3 separate regions of the Sus scrofa genome follow, and all the other regions are linked to region 2. The links are chromatin contacts, called in public HiChIP or PLAC-seq and promoter capture Hi-C maps. All regions are on one chromosome and are shown on one strand. Each heading gives the region's core, a stretch centred on a gene start, on an enhancer-like site or on the middle of the called end of the contact. The rest is flanking DNA. Distances are from core to core; before and after follow the strand shown. Region 1 holds the start of CDIPT (CDP-diacylglycerol--inositol 3-phosphatidyltransferase). Region 2 holds the start of TBX6 (T-box transcription factor TBX6). Region 3 holds the start of PRRT2 (proline-rich transmembrane protein 2).

Region 1 (3,514 bases), core at 60-2,559, 190 kb after region 2:
AAGGCAAAAAGACCAAAAAAAAAAAAAAAAAAAAAAAAAAAATCGCTGCCTTAAATCTTCCTGGGGGAGGGAGTGGGACACCCACACGCCCGCCCCCTCTCCCCTGCCTCCACTCGGCCCGGCGAGAGCCTCGCTTTCCTTCTTCCCATCCAAGGCCCTTCTTAAGACAAGGCAGCCCACTTGCCACCCCCGACCTGGCAGATGGGTCGAAATCTTGGGCTCCTGGGCAGAAGAGGGGACAGGGAGGTCTAAAAAGCCCTTTTAGGGGCCGTGGGAGCGGGGAGTTGGGGGAGAAGTTTGGAAAAAGGGGAACCCAGGGCGGCTCCGCTACCCCTTACTACGAAAACTTTGGCATATGCAAAGGTTCCGCAGCGCCGTTGCCAGGAGACTAGGGATTCTAGAACCACAGGGGTAAGGGCATTTTCCTAGCTTGTCGCATTCGCAACTCCTCCGCTCCCTGCTAGGTCCCTCTTAGGGGTCAGTGACTCTAGCGCTAGAATCTAGAGAGACCTGGGAAGATGACACAGAGTGGAGCCTGCGACCTAATCCTCCCACCACTAGGGGCACGCGAAAAGCAGCCCCCCCCCAGGTCGCCCTTCGGGCCCTCTGGCTGTCATCTCGTTGCCTGGATCCTGCAAGAGCTAATGAGGGTGGAGAGAGGGGGGCGGGGAAGGAAAATGTGGACTGTACCAAATAACCTGACCTCTTGGGGGTGCAAAAACGCGAGAGAGCGGAATCTTCTCCCCTTATCTTTGTCTCCAGGAAGTCATACCCTGCACAGAAAGGAACGTAGAGACATTTATCTAGGCCTCCTTCTCTTTTGGCCTCTCCTTTTCAATTCCCTTTTTTGCTCGACGACTATGTTTCTTTTTCCCCTCTCCTCCCTCTGTGCTTTGGTACAAGCCGATGGTAAGGGGCGGAGGGAAGACAAGGAAGCCAGCAGGTCTTAAAGGGGCCGCAGCCATTTCAAAAGCCTCTTCTTCCTTTCTCCAATTTTGCAAGGTAGAACGCAGTAGAGTAGGTTCCGGAAGCCCAGCACAGCTGGAGCAGCAGAGGCCGCAGCTGGAGGCAGGAAGAGGCGAGCGTCTGCCCTGAGGAAGGGCAGGGTGTTCGCTCCCGGCTCACAGCTGGGTTAGCCCATGCTACGGTCGACATTGAGCTTTAACATCTGGGACCCGGCTGGGGCAGCAGAGACCTGCGCGCAGTGGGCGCGGCCGATGCGCCAGGCTGGAGGGTGAGCGTCGCGCCGGGGCTGGGACAGAGTTGGCACCTCCGGATAAGGCCCAGAGCGGCCAGGGGGCCTCCGCGATGCCAAGCGAAAATATCTTCCTGTTTGTGCCTAACCTTATTGGTGAGTGCTGTCCGCGGCTCCGGGCCGAACGGGAGGGCCAGGGGTCTTGGGCAGGCTTCCTGATCTGCCCTGTCTCTCCCTCGTCCCGTCCCAAGGTTATGCCCGGATTGTCTTCGCCATCATTTCTTTCTACTTCATGCCCTGCTGCCCCTTCACGGCCTCCTCCTTCTACCTGCTCAGCGGACTTCTGGACGCTTTTGATGGACACGCTGCTCGAGTCCTTAATCAAGGTGACAGATACCTCCTCCCAGCCAGCCTCGAGGCCCAACAACCCTCTGCCCCCTTTTCCTGCTTCCTCAGGTACTCAGGAGCTCTGTCATTCCCATCTCTGTAGAAAGCAGAGCAGAGTGGCCCGCTTTTGTAGCGGAAGGGATTTAAGCTCGCAGTTGAGAAGCACTCTTTGAGAGGAGGGGTGTGGGATGGCAAGACTGGGCGTGGCAAGTGGCAGTGCTGCCGGCCTCTCCGAAGGATTAAAACATCCATTCAACAGATGTTTATGTTTATTGGTATCTCCTGTGTGGCAGGCACCAGCCAGAATGATTCCAGAAGGTGGGTTTGGAAGGCAGATGGAGAGGGAAGAGGGATAGTTTCTGGAGGGTTGTCTACTTTTTGAATCTGTTCACTTCCAAGACTTCCCTAAGATTTCAAGTCTTCTTGTCTGGAGACCTGGACCCTGGATTCTGGGGTTGATGAGCTCTAGAGCTAGCCTCCCCACTTCTGCTTTGTTCTCTCTGCATTCCCATGTGTTCTGTTTTGTGGCACGGTGACCCTGGCCCTTTGGTCCAGGCAGAACAGTCTCCTCGCCTCCCCAGGCAGTGGATGCACCGTCACCCTTAGACTCTGCATCTGAATGATCCACCAGATACGGCCCCTGTCATCCATCCACCGCCTCCTCCACAGCTCTTTGCCACCTAATAGCCACCATTTTTCAGGGACCCGGTTTGGGGCCATGCTGGACATGTTGACAGACCGCTGCTCCACCATGTGTCTGCTGGTCAACCTGGCCCTGCTGTACCCTCGAGCCACCCTTCTCTTCCAGCTCAGCATGAGCTTGGATGTGGCCAGCCACTGGCTGCACCTTCACAGGTCTGTCATTCTGGGCGTGATGACCGGGTGGGGAGGGCTGAGGTCATATGGCGGTGGGGGCAGTGTCTTCAGGCTTCTCGGGAGATCTCCTTTTTAGCTCTGCTTTGCCGAACGACCTTGGGCAAATCTCTGAATCAGCTTCAGTCCTGTTTTACAGCTGGATTCAGTAATTCCTGCAACTTTTCTGGCTGGTTATTCAAGGATTCCACAGAGCAAACATCCCTTGGGCTGGAGTTCCTGTTGTGGCTCAGAAGGTTAAGGACCTGACACATTCTGTGTGAGGATGTGGGTTCGATCCCTGGTCTCACTCAGTGGGTTAAGGATCCTGCGTTGCCACAAGCTGTGGCGTAGGTCCCTGTGACTTGGATCCAGTGTTGCTAATGGCTGTGGCGTTGACCACACTCGACCCCTAGCCTGGGAACATCCACATGCCCCAGGGGCAGCCATAAAAAGAAAAATAAATAAATCCCTTGGGAAGGGGCACGGGGCTTTTGAGTCCTGATTCTTCCCCTAGCTAGGTGGCGTTGGGCAGGACAGTGGTCTTCAGCTGTGCCCAGTCCCTCCTCTGTTCAACGAGGCATCCTGACACCTGCCTCCTGGGGGTTGGCTTTCAATGTAATGAACGCTCATGGATTTCCCCCTACTTTCTTTCTCCCCCAAGTTCTGTGGTCCGAGGCAGTGAAAGTCACAAGATGATTGACCTGTCGGGAAATCCAGTGCTTCGCATCTACTACACCTCCAGGGTGAGCCTTCGCTGTTTACCCCGCTTAGCTTAGGCCAGTCCTGGGCTCCGCGCTGGGTCCAGGGTAGGATTGATGAGAAGGGCCTGTGTGAATGGCTCCGGGTAGCAAGTGGACCTGTGGCCCCGGGTGTGTCCAGGAAGGTAGAGCTGAGTGGCTGGAGGGAAAAGGGAGGGAGGAGGAAGCCAGAGAGGTCTGCGGAACCAGCTTGCGAAAGGCCTTAGGGGGACTTGCTGTGGGTGTGGTGGATTCATTGATCCCTGGCCTGGTGCAGCCAAAAAAAAAACACAAGGCCTTAAGCCTTGATAAGGAGTGTACTTTTTTTTTTTTTTTTTAA
Region 2 (3,763 bases), core at 1,057-3,556:
TGTGTAAGTATTCAATCTCCTTTCTTTCTCTTCCTGATCTCTGTGGTGACCTGTGACCCCTGGCAGGGAGACTCCCAGAGTCCTCTGGTTTGGGCAGGAAGCTGTGATTGCCCTTCTCGTGGATGCAAAGAACAAACATGGTTGGATACAAGCTAGAGTGGGGGGCCTTGTGGTGGCGGGAACCCTCCCTGGGAATGCCTCCCCTGTGTCCCCGCAGGGTGAACGTGGGCTGCGGGCCAGCCGAGGAGCGGGTGCTGCTGACGGGCCTCCATGCTGTCGCTGACATCCACTGCGAAAACTGCAAGACCACTTTGGGCTGGAAATATGTGAGTCAGTGACCTCTGACCCCAGGCCAGCCTTTGACCTGACCCCCATATCACTTCCTCCTCACAAGCAGTCATCTGATAATCTTTCAGAGCATCCAGGCCCAAGTCACCCAAGTCAGGCTGTCTTTTCTCCCCCTGGCCATGTTCTCTCATATCCTGCAAGGGGCTTTTAGAATGTTTCTCGGAATGCATCCTTCTCATAGGCATAACCATTCCCATCTTAGAGATGAGGGTATAATCAGATTTACCATCTATTGAATGTTTATGTGCCAGGCACTGTTATGCGCTTGGCATACCTTAATCTCATTCACTCATTACAGCAATCCTGTAGGTAGTCTGTTATTATCTCTACTTTACAGAAGAAAGGAGGGCCCAGAGGTGTTAGGTAACTTCCCCAAGGTCACACAGCTGGTTAGTTACAGAACAGGAACCAGAACCCTTGTTTTTTTTTAACTCCAAACCCTTGCTCCCCAGCTTCTGTTGCCATTCAGAGGATCAGAGAAGTTGCCCAAGGCCCCACAGCAACATGGAGCGTGGTGGGTTCATGAGCCTCCTTCTCCACTGCCCTCATTGCCCCCTGCTGCCGTTCGGGGTTTGATTTCACTACCCTGAGTCTCATTTCCTTATCTGGCAGTGGAGGATCAAGCCACCACCTGGCACCCAAGATTGTTAGGGGGATCAGATTAGATGCAGCAAAAGAAGATGCTGCTGGAAAACCGCAAAGGACAAGAGTGGGGCCTCTGTGAGACAGATGCTCCAGGCAGAGACAGAACCCTGACCTGAGTTCACCCCTGGCCCTGCCACAAATGTGCTCTGGTTTGGCCTCTGAACCTCTGTAAAATAAAGAGATGGCCTCATCCAGACATCAGAAACTCAGCTGCTTGCAGGGCCAAGCAGATACTATTGATCTGCAAAAAAGGGCAGCATAGATCTGGAGAGGAGGGGGGCAGTCTGGCAAACTGGAGCGAGCACAGCCTGCCCCATATTTTAGTATTCTAAAGTTCTTTATATTAAACTCTCTGTTGGCCAAACCAAACATAGGTATAGGCCCCAAATGGCCCTCAAGCTACCAGTTTGTAATCCCTGGATCTTTTGGAAACTTCCATATCCTTTCTGTTGGAGCCAACATTAGTAATTAAAAAGTAGCTGTGATTCAGAGAGTTCTGTCTGTCCGCTGTCAGTGGGAAGCCCAGCCCTGCCCTTTACCAGTTCTGTGTCTATGGGCAGGTGGTTGGGCTTCTCTGGGTCACAGTTTCCTCCTACGTTAAACAGGGCCAAATCATATCCATTCCCCAACCCCTGCTCCTTTTGGTAGGCCCTAGCTCCAAGCATGACAGCCTCTCCCCTCCTTTCAGGAACAGGCCTTCGAGAGCAGCCAGAAGTACAAAGAGGGGAAGTACATCATTGAACTCAACCACATGATCAAAGACAATGGCTGGGACTGACCCTGGCTCCTGACGCCTGTGGCTCCAGCCCGGCCTGGCCGCCAGGGGGCGCCACGGGCTTGCCTCCATCCGAAGGGAGCTCTGGACCTCAGGGCCCCTGCCGAGGAAGGATCCTGTACATATATTTTATTGCATGCACTGTGACCTTGGTGGGAGATCAGAAGGTGGACAAGGTGGACGACACCCCCGCACCTCCCTGCGATCTGGCTGGCTTGGATCTCGTTTTTAACCCCTTCCTGCCCTGCCTGCCCTATAGACATGGCCTGTGTGCTGCTCTCTTGGCCCCAGTGCGCCATCTGCCCTGTGAACTTCTCCTCCCACCGGGCCCCTCTTACCCCACGCGTGTCTGCTCCCCTTGTTCTGTAGCGTTTGTACATAATAAAACAATGAAGTGGAGACAGCCCAGGCTCACGTGGAATCCGGGAAGGGGGGACTCAAATGCAGACTCCTGTCTCTACAGACCCATTTCCTTCTGGATCCCGGGTGGGGTAGGCACGGCGGTCAAAGCTGAGAACCTTTGCACCTGGGGCTCAGCTATCTTGGCACCCAGGAAGGACCTCACTGCCGGTGGAGATTCCCCGAGCCCACTCTAGCTCGTGAGGCATTGACCTCAGCTGATCTGCATCTTCTCAGCCTAAGAGTTCAGACGCCGCCTAGGGGCTGCTCTCCCGGGAGGCAACGGCGCCGCCGGTTTCACCGCCCTCCTCGTCTCAACTACAACTTCCAGCGGCCACAGCGGCATCTGCCTGTCTCCTTCGCGCGGAACCCAGGCGCTAGGCCTGCTGGGAAGTGTAGTTCCGTGGACTCCCCAGCGCGGGACCTTCTGGGAAACCCAGGTGCTAGCCGTCAAGAGACCGTCGAGCTGCGGGCGTCTCTTAAACTTCTGAGACTCGGCCGAGGGTGGAGGGTTTTCGGAATGGGAACCAAGAAGGACGCCAGGGTTCAGGCCTCAGCTGCGGACTCCTCGAATTCCCCAGTGAGCTCAGGCCGCGTCCCTCCAGCCCTGCTCCTTCCCTCCAGTCATGCTTCGTTCCTCCACATCTCACCCTCCAGGTGAAGGGTGGAGGGGTCACCTGCCAAAAAAGTCTGGGGCGCCAAGGTCTGTGCCAGGACTCCGAGCTCCATCCCTGGGCCCAGGCCCCGCCTCTCAGTAGCTTATCCCTAGCCGGGGCTCCCCCCGTGGGAACGGGGACCAGCTGGCCGGAAGCGCCAAACTGCGTCCCTGTCGAGCCCCGGGGATCAATCAGGCCGAGGAGTTAATTATGTAATGAGGGGGCAGGGGGTCGGGGCTAATGAAGCCTAGGGGGGTGGGGAGGGGAGAAAGGGAGGATACCCAGGTATCCGGCCCCCTCTTGGACCCCTTCCAGGCCCCAGGGGTCTCCACCCCAGCCCAACTCCAGGGCCCCAAAGAGGGGAGGGGCTGTGATCCTGGGTTTGGAAGGGGCTGAGCTGTGAGCTATAAAGCGGGCATCTCTCAGCACCGGGGCACTCTAGGCAGCGTGACCTGAGGCCAGACAGGACTACTCCATGTACCATCCACGGGAGCTGTACCCCTCCCTGGGGCCCAGCTACCGCCTTGGGCCCCCCCAGCCCGGGGCAGATTCCAGCTTCCCGCCTGCCCTGGCAGAGAGCTATCGCTACCCGGGTGAGCATGAGCGGTGGGAGCAGTTCCTGGGCAGGAATTGGGGTGGGGGGCTGTGGCCCTCGGCTGGCTCCTCATTCTCTTCCCATCTCCAGATCTGGACCCTCCCAAACTGGATTGCTTCCTCTCTGGGATTGAAGCTGCTCCCCGCCCTCTGGCTGCGCCCCCACCTCTACCCCCACTGCCCCCAGCCCTGGGCACCGAGCCACCCCCTCCAGCCCCAGAAGCCCTTCATTCTCTCCCTGGAGTCAGCCTGAGCCTGGAGAACCGGGAGCTGTGGAAGGAGTTCAACTCCGTAGGAACAGAGATGATCATCACCAAAGCCGGGAGGTGAGGGGGCTGGGCCAGGG
Region 3 (3,688 bases), core at 559-3,058, 230 kb after region 2:
GATGGCGAGGATGATGTAGTCCCGAGGTTTCTGGGTGCCTTCACCCCCCTCCACCCCAGACCCTGCCAGCTGGGAACTAGGGTGGCGGCTCAGGCTGCCCCGAGGAGATCCTGGGCGGCCCCCATGAGCCCTTCCTACTCGATCCTCCTCCACCAGCTGCTGTAGCACGCGGGGTGGAGCCCCATTGGCTGGGGGGGTTTTCGTTGAGGGTGGTGAGTGAGGATGGGGGGCTGGACCCTCTTCCCCATCCCCATCCCCAGCCTGCAGGGGAACCACAGCCCCATTTTCCTGCTTTTCCCCCCCACTCTCCGTCAGGACCTCAGGGGTGGGGTCCTCCTGGGTCGGTGGCTCTGGCTGAAGGACTGGCGTGGAGGTGGGCTGGGAAGCTGGCTGGGGGTCTGGCTGAGGGACTGACTGGGGGTCCAGCTGGGGGGCAGGCTCTGAGGCTGGCTCGAGTGGGGCTGCAGGTTCCAGGTGGGTCCCCTGGTCTGCAGTGGCCTCTTTGCTCACTTCTGGTTTGGATGCTAGCTCTTGGCATGTTTCTTCGGGGCTGGAGTTGGCCTTTGATTCCCCTCCTGGGTTGGCGCTGAGGTCTGTGGCCTGAGCTGCTTCTGGGGCCCCAGTTGGGGTCTCTGTGGTTTCTGGAGCCAGCCCAGCCTCGGGCTCTGAGTCCACAGGGGCCCCAGTGATGTCTGGGCCTGGCGGCAGGGTCTCTGGCTCATCTGGGACCCCAGCTGGGGCCTGGGGAGGGCCGGTTCCATCTTCAGAATGGCCGGGCCCTTCTCCCTGGGTCTGGGCACCCTCCTCTGCCCCTTTCATCTCAGAGACCTCCGGGCTGCTGGCTGCCATCTTGAGCTAGGAGAGAGGAGAGGGCCGCTGTGGGAAGAAGGATGGAGCAGCAGAGACAGCAGCAAATCCTGGAAGAGGAGGAGACGGGCTTGGTGTGAGGAGGGCAGAGGTGGCTCTCAGCACTGCAGCCCAGGAGGGCGATGCTCCTGTCTCGCAGCCAGCCTGGGGCTGCCTCTGGGGAAAGGAAGAAAAGTTGGGGTTTCCTTTGCCTTCGGGTGGGACATCCCTGGGGAAGAGTGCTCCGCGCAGCCTTCTGGTTGGAGAGCCTTGGGCAGATTAACCCTTTTGTAAACAGGACCCTCCCCGTGGTCTCTTCTTGGATCCACCCAACAAGACCCAGCGTCTTGGATCCTGCAGATGCCACAGCATCCCCCACATCAACAAGCTGTCCAGAGACCCATACACTCCCACAGGCAGACTAGACTGGGCGAGGACCCGATACGGGCGTTCCACTCCCTCTGCGTCCTCCCCCCCTTCCGTGGGCGCCCAGCCGGTGCGCTTTTCCTGCTGCGCGTTTGGGGCGCAGACGCCCCCGCCCCTCCCTGGGGGACTTGGGCATCTCCTCTGAGCCCCTTCCCAGCCCCTCTCCCAGGGATTCCCTTGCCCCCGGGGGACCGGCACCGCCTCCTCCCACTGGCGTGGCGCGCCCAGCACCACGAGCCGGAGTTCGCCAGGCGCCCGCATTCCCGCACAGCCCTCCCGGCGTCCGCGGTCTGTCCGTCCACTTCCTCCCCGCAGCCTCAGCCCATCCCCGTCTCACCTCGACGCCGGCCTCCAGACTGCTCCCGCTGCTGCCGCCGCCACCGCCACCGCCGCCGCCGCCGCGGTTGCAGCAGCCGCAGCCCGGGAGGGAGCAAGTCAGCGAGGGAGGGAGGGAAGGAGGGAGGCGGCGGGTCTCCCCTCCCCTCCGCTCGTCTCTCCCTCCCCTCCTCTCAGGTCCCCTCCCCTACGCTTCGCAGCCGCGCACCGCCCCCGCCCCTTGCACGCCTCCCGCCCCTCCCGGCCAGCGGAGGGAGACACGCGTGCCAGGCCCCGCGTTACCTGGGCAACCGGCCGGGGGACCACTCGCGCCCGATCCCCGGCCCTTCCCACGCGCGCCTCCTGGGGGTGCCCCCTTCCCAAGCCCCGGGCCCCTCCCGCCAACGGTCACCGGGGGTCCTGGCAGAGGCCGGGGGGTTGGGGGAAACGGAGAAGGGTCTGCGAGGCAAGGCAGGACCAAGCGAGACAGGCGGGATCGGCTGGAGGCACCTCTAGAAGCAGAAAGAAGGGGAGAGAGACGAAGTAAAACTTGGGAGGCTGCAGAGGATGAGCAGGGTGGGGTTTCCAAGAGAAGGGAGCCTGCAGAACGGGAAGTCCCTCTACCTCCAAGGAAACAGCAGCAGCAGAAGTGGGTACTGGAAGGCTCCAGAAAAGGGTCCCCGGAAGAGTGAGAGCCGGGACAGGGAAGGGAATTCCAAGGGGCAGGCAGGGTAGATGCTGCAGGGGGCGGGCCGGAGCAGCAGGAGGGGGCTGGGGCAGAGGAGCCCGAGTAAAAGCGGGTTGGACCACACCAAGAATGAAGAGGAAGTGGAGTTTTTATTCTCAACCTCATTGTTCCAGGGCTTGGGGCTCAGACCTGCCCAGCCTTTATGCAGCTACATCATCCACCATCCCGTCTCAGGGCCTCCTAAGGGTGTGCAGGTATTTGGCTGGGGTCTGAGCAGCAGGTGAGGGCTCTGGATGGGGGAACGCAGCGTTTACACCCAGCGACCGCTTGGGTTCCCGACCCAGGCCTCTTCGAGCCTCCAGGGGCTATTCCGGGCCTGTCCAGGCTGGGCATTCCCCAGAGACCCGGGAGTCCTGGAACTCACCCTCCACGGAGAGCCTCAGCCGCACCCTTTATCTGGACTGCAGCCACCTGTGCCGCCTCTGGGGAGGGAGGAGCCAAAGCCCCAGAGCTGCACAGGGCAGAGCCAGACTGGGACTGACAAGAGGCCTACGGTCTCCCTGGGGGTGGCCACAAGGGGCTTGGTGAGAGCAATTCATTCACTGGAGTCTGAGACAGGTTTTTATTTAAAATTTATTGTAATGGGGTCCGCGCAAAAGGAGGGGGTGAAGGGTGGGGAACATGCAGGGGACACAGGAACACGATGACATGGCCAGGGCCACAGCTTCAGTCGTGGGGGAGAGGGATGAAAAGAAAAGACCAGGGCTGGAGCTGGGGTGGAAGAGGGAAGGGGAGACACTGCGGCTGCATCCCCCCACCCCCAGGAAGCACCTCTAGGCCCTGGATCCCCCCATTTACCCTGCCCCCCTAAGGTTCCATCTCTTGTCCTGCCTCTGGCCCTAGTGGCTCCTTCTTTTGCTCCCCTTGACTTGTTTTCCCCTGACAGATTCTCAAAGAGGATGATGTTTAGGGCCTGACCCCAAACCACCCCACGTCACGAAGGTACAAACTTGGCCTTCCCTGTTCCTGCCCCTTCGCACATCTCACACCTCTCCCCCCCTCTCTGGGACAGAATCCTTGATTTCCCTCCTTCCTCTCCTCCCTCCCCCCTGGAAAAAAAAAAAGCACCAACTCCCCAGGGAGGGGCAGCAGACAGTAGGGGGGCACTGGAAGGAGGAGAGCAAGAAGGACCGTGGAGGGAGAAGGCTCACAAATCCCTGGAAGGGCAGGGCAGAGGGTTGCAGAGAGGAGAGGGGGTGAGGGCAGTGGCCACTCCTGTCCTCTGCCACCCCTGCCCACTGTCCAGGGGGCTTCAACACAACCAAGGGAACAGGTGTGTGTGGGGTCAGGTCTGATAGGGGGAAAAGAGGAGCAGGAGAAACAAATCGTTAAAACCTAGCGAATTCCCCTAAG

What was found. Promoter capture Hi-C pulls out the DNA fragments that hold promoters and counts their contacts. HiChIP or PLAC-seq counts read pairs in DNA pulled down with a chosen protein or histone mark.
Region 1: a contact with region 2 is called in an H3K27ac HiChIP or PLAC-seq map of alveolar macrophages. The contact joins the promoter of CDIPT here to the promoter of TBX6 in region 2. A contact is called at or near these places in 2 of 47 Hi-C or Micro-C datasets (heart right ventricle and liver) and 1 of 2 datasets of contacts at active chromatin or transcription factors (alveolar macrophages).
Region 3: a contact with region 2 is called in a promoter capture Hi-C map of fetal liver, with 2.3 times the contacts expected there. The contact joins the promoter of PRRT2 here to the promoter of TBX6 in region 2. A contact is called at or near these places in 1 of 5 promoter capture datasets (fetal liver), 1 of 47 Hi-C or Micro-C datasets (epiblast stem cells) and 2 of 2 datasets of contacts at active chromatin or transcription factors (alveolar macrophages and skeletal muscle).

The regions. Positions count from the first base shown.
Region 1 is chr3:18,089,228-18,092,741 of Sscrofa11.1, reverse strand. CDIPT (CDP-diacylglycerol--inositol 3-phosphatidyltransferase) reads left to right here and starts at 1,309. Exons shown (of 6, transcript NM_001167642.1): 1 at 1,309-1,351; 2 at 1,447-1,581; 3 at 2,284-2,437; 4 at 3,099-3,180. The coding sequence starts at 1,309. It overlaps LOC100622642 (putative protein T-ENOL), which reads right to left and starts at 775. Exons shown (of 6, transcript XM_021086430.1): 1 at 704-775.
Region 2 is chr3:18,276,407-18,280,169 of Sscrofa11.1, reverse strand. It overlaps TBX6 (T-box transcription factor TBX6), which reads left to right and starts at 2,306. Exons shown (of 8, transcript XM_021088015.1): 1 at 2,306-2,824; 2 at 3,509-3,743. The coding sequence starts at 2,794. It overlaps YPEL3 (protein yippee-like 3), which reads left to right. Exons shown (of 5, transcript XM_021088027.1): 3 at 1-3; 4 at 218-326; 5 at 1,682-2,171. The coding sequence ends at 1,771.
Region 3 is chr3:18,046,734-18,050,421 of Sscrofa11.1, reverse strand. It overlaps PRRT2 (proline-rich transmembrane protein 2), which reads right to left and starts at 1,808. Exons shown (of 4, transcript XM_021086428.1): 1 at 1,610-1,808; 2 at 1-917. The coding sequence starts at 849. It overlaps MAZ (myc-associated zinc finger protein), which reads right to left. Exons shown (of 7, transcript XM_003354553.4): 7 at 2,891-3,688.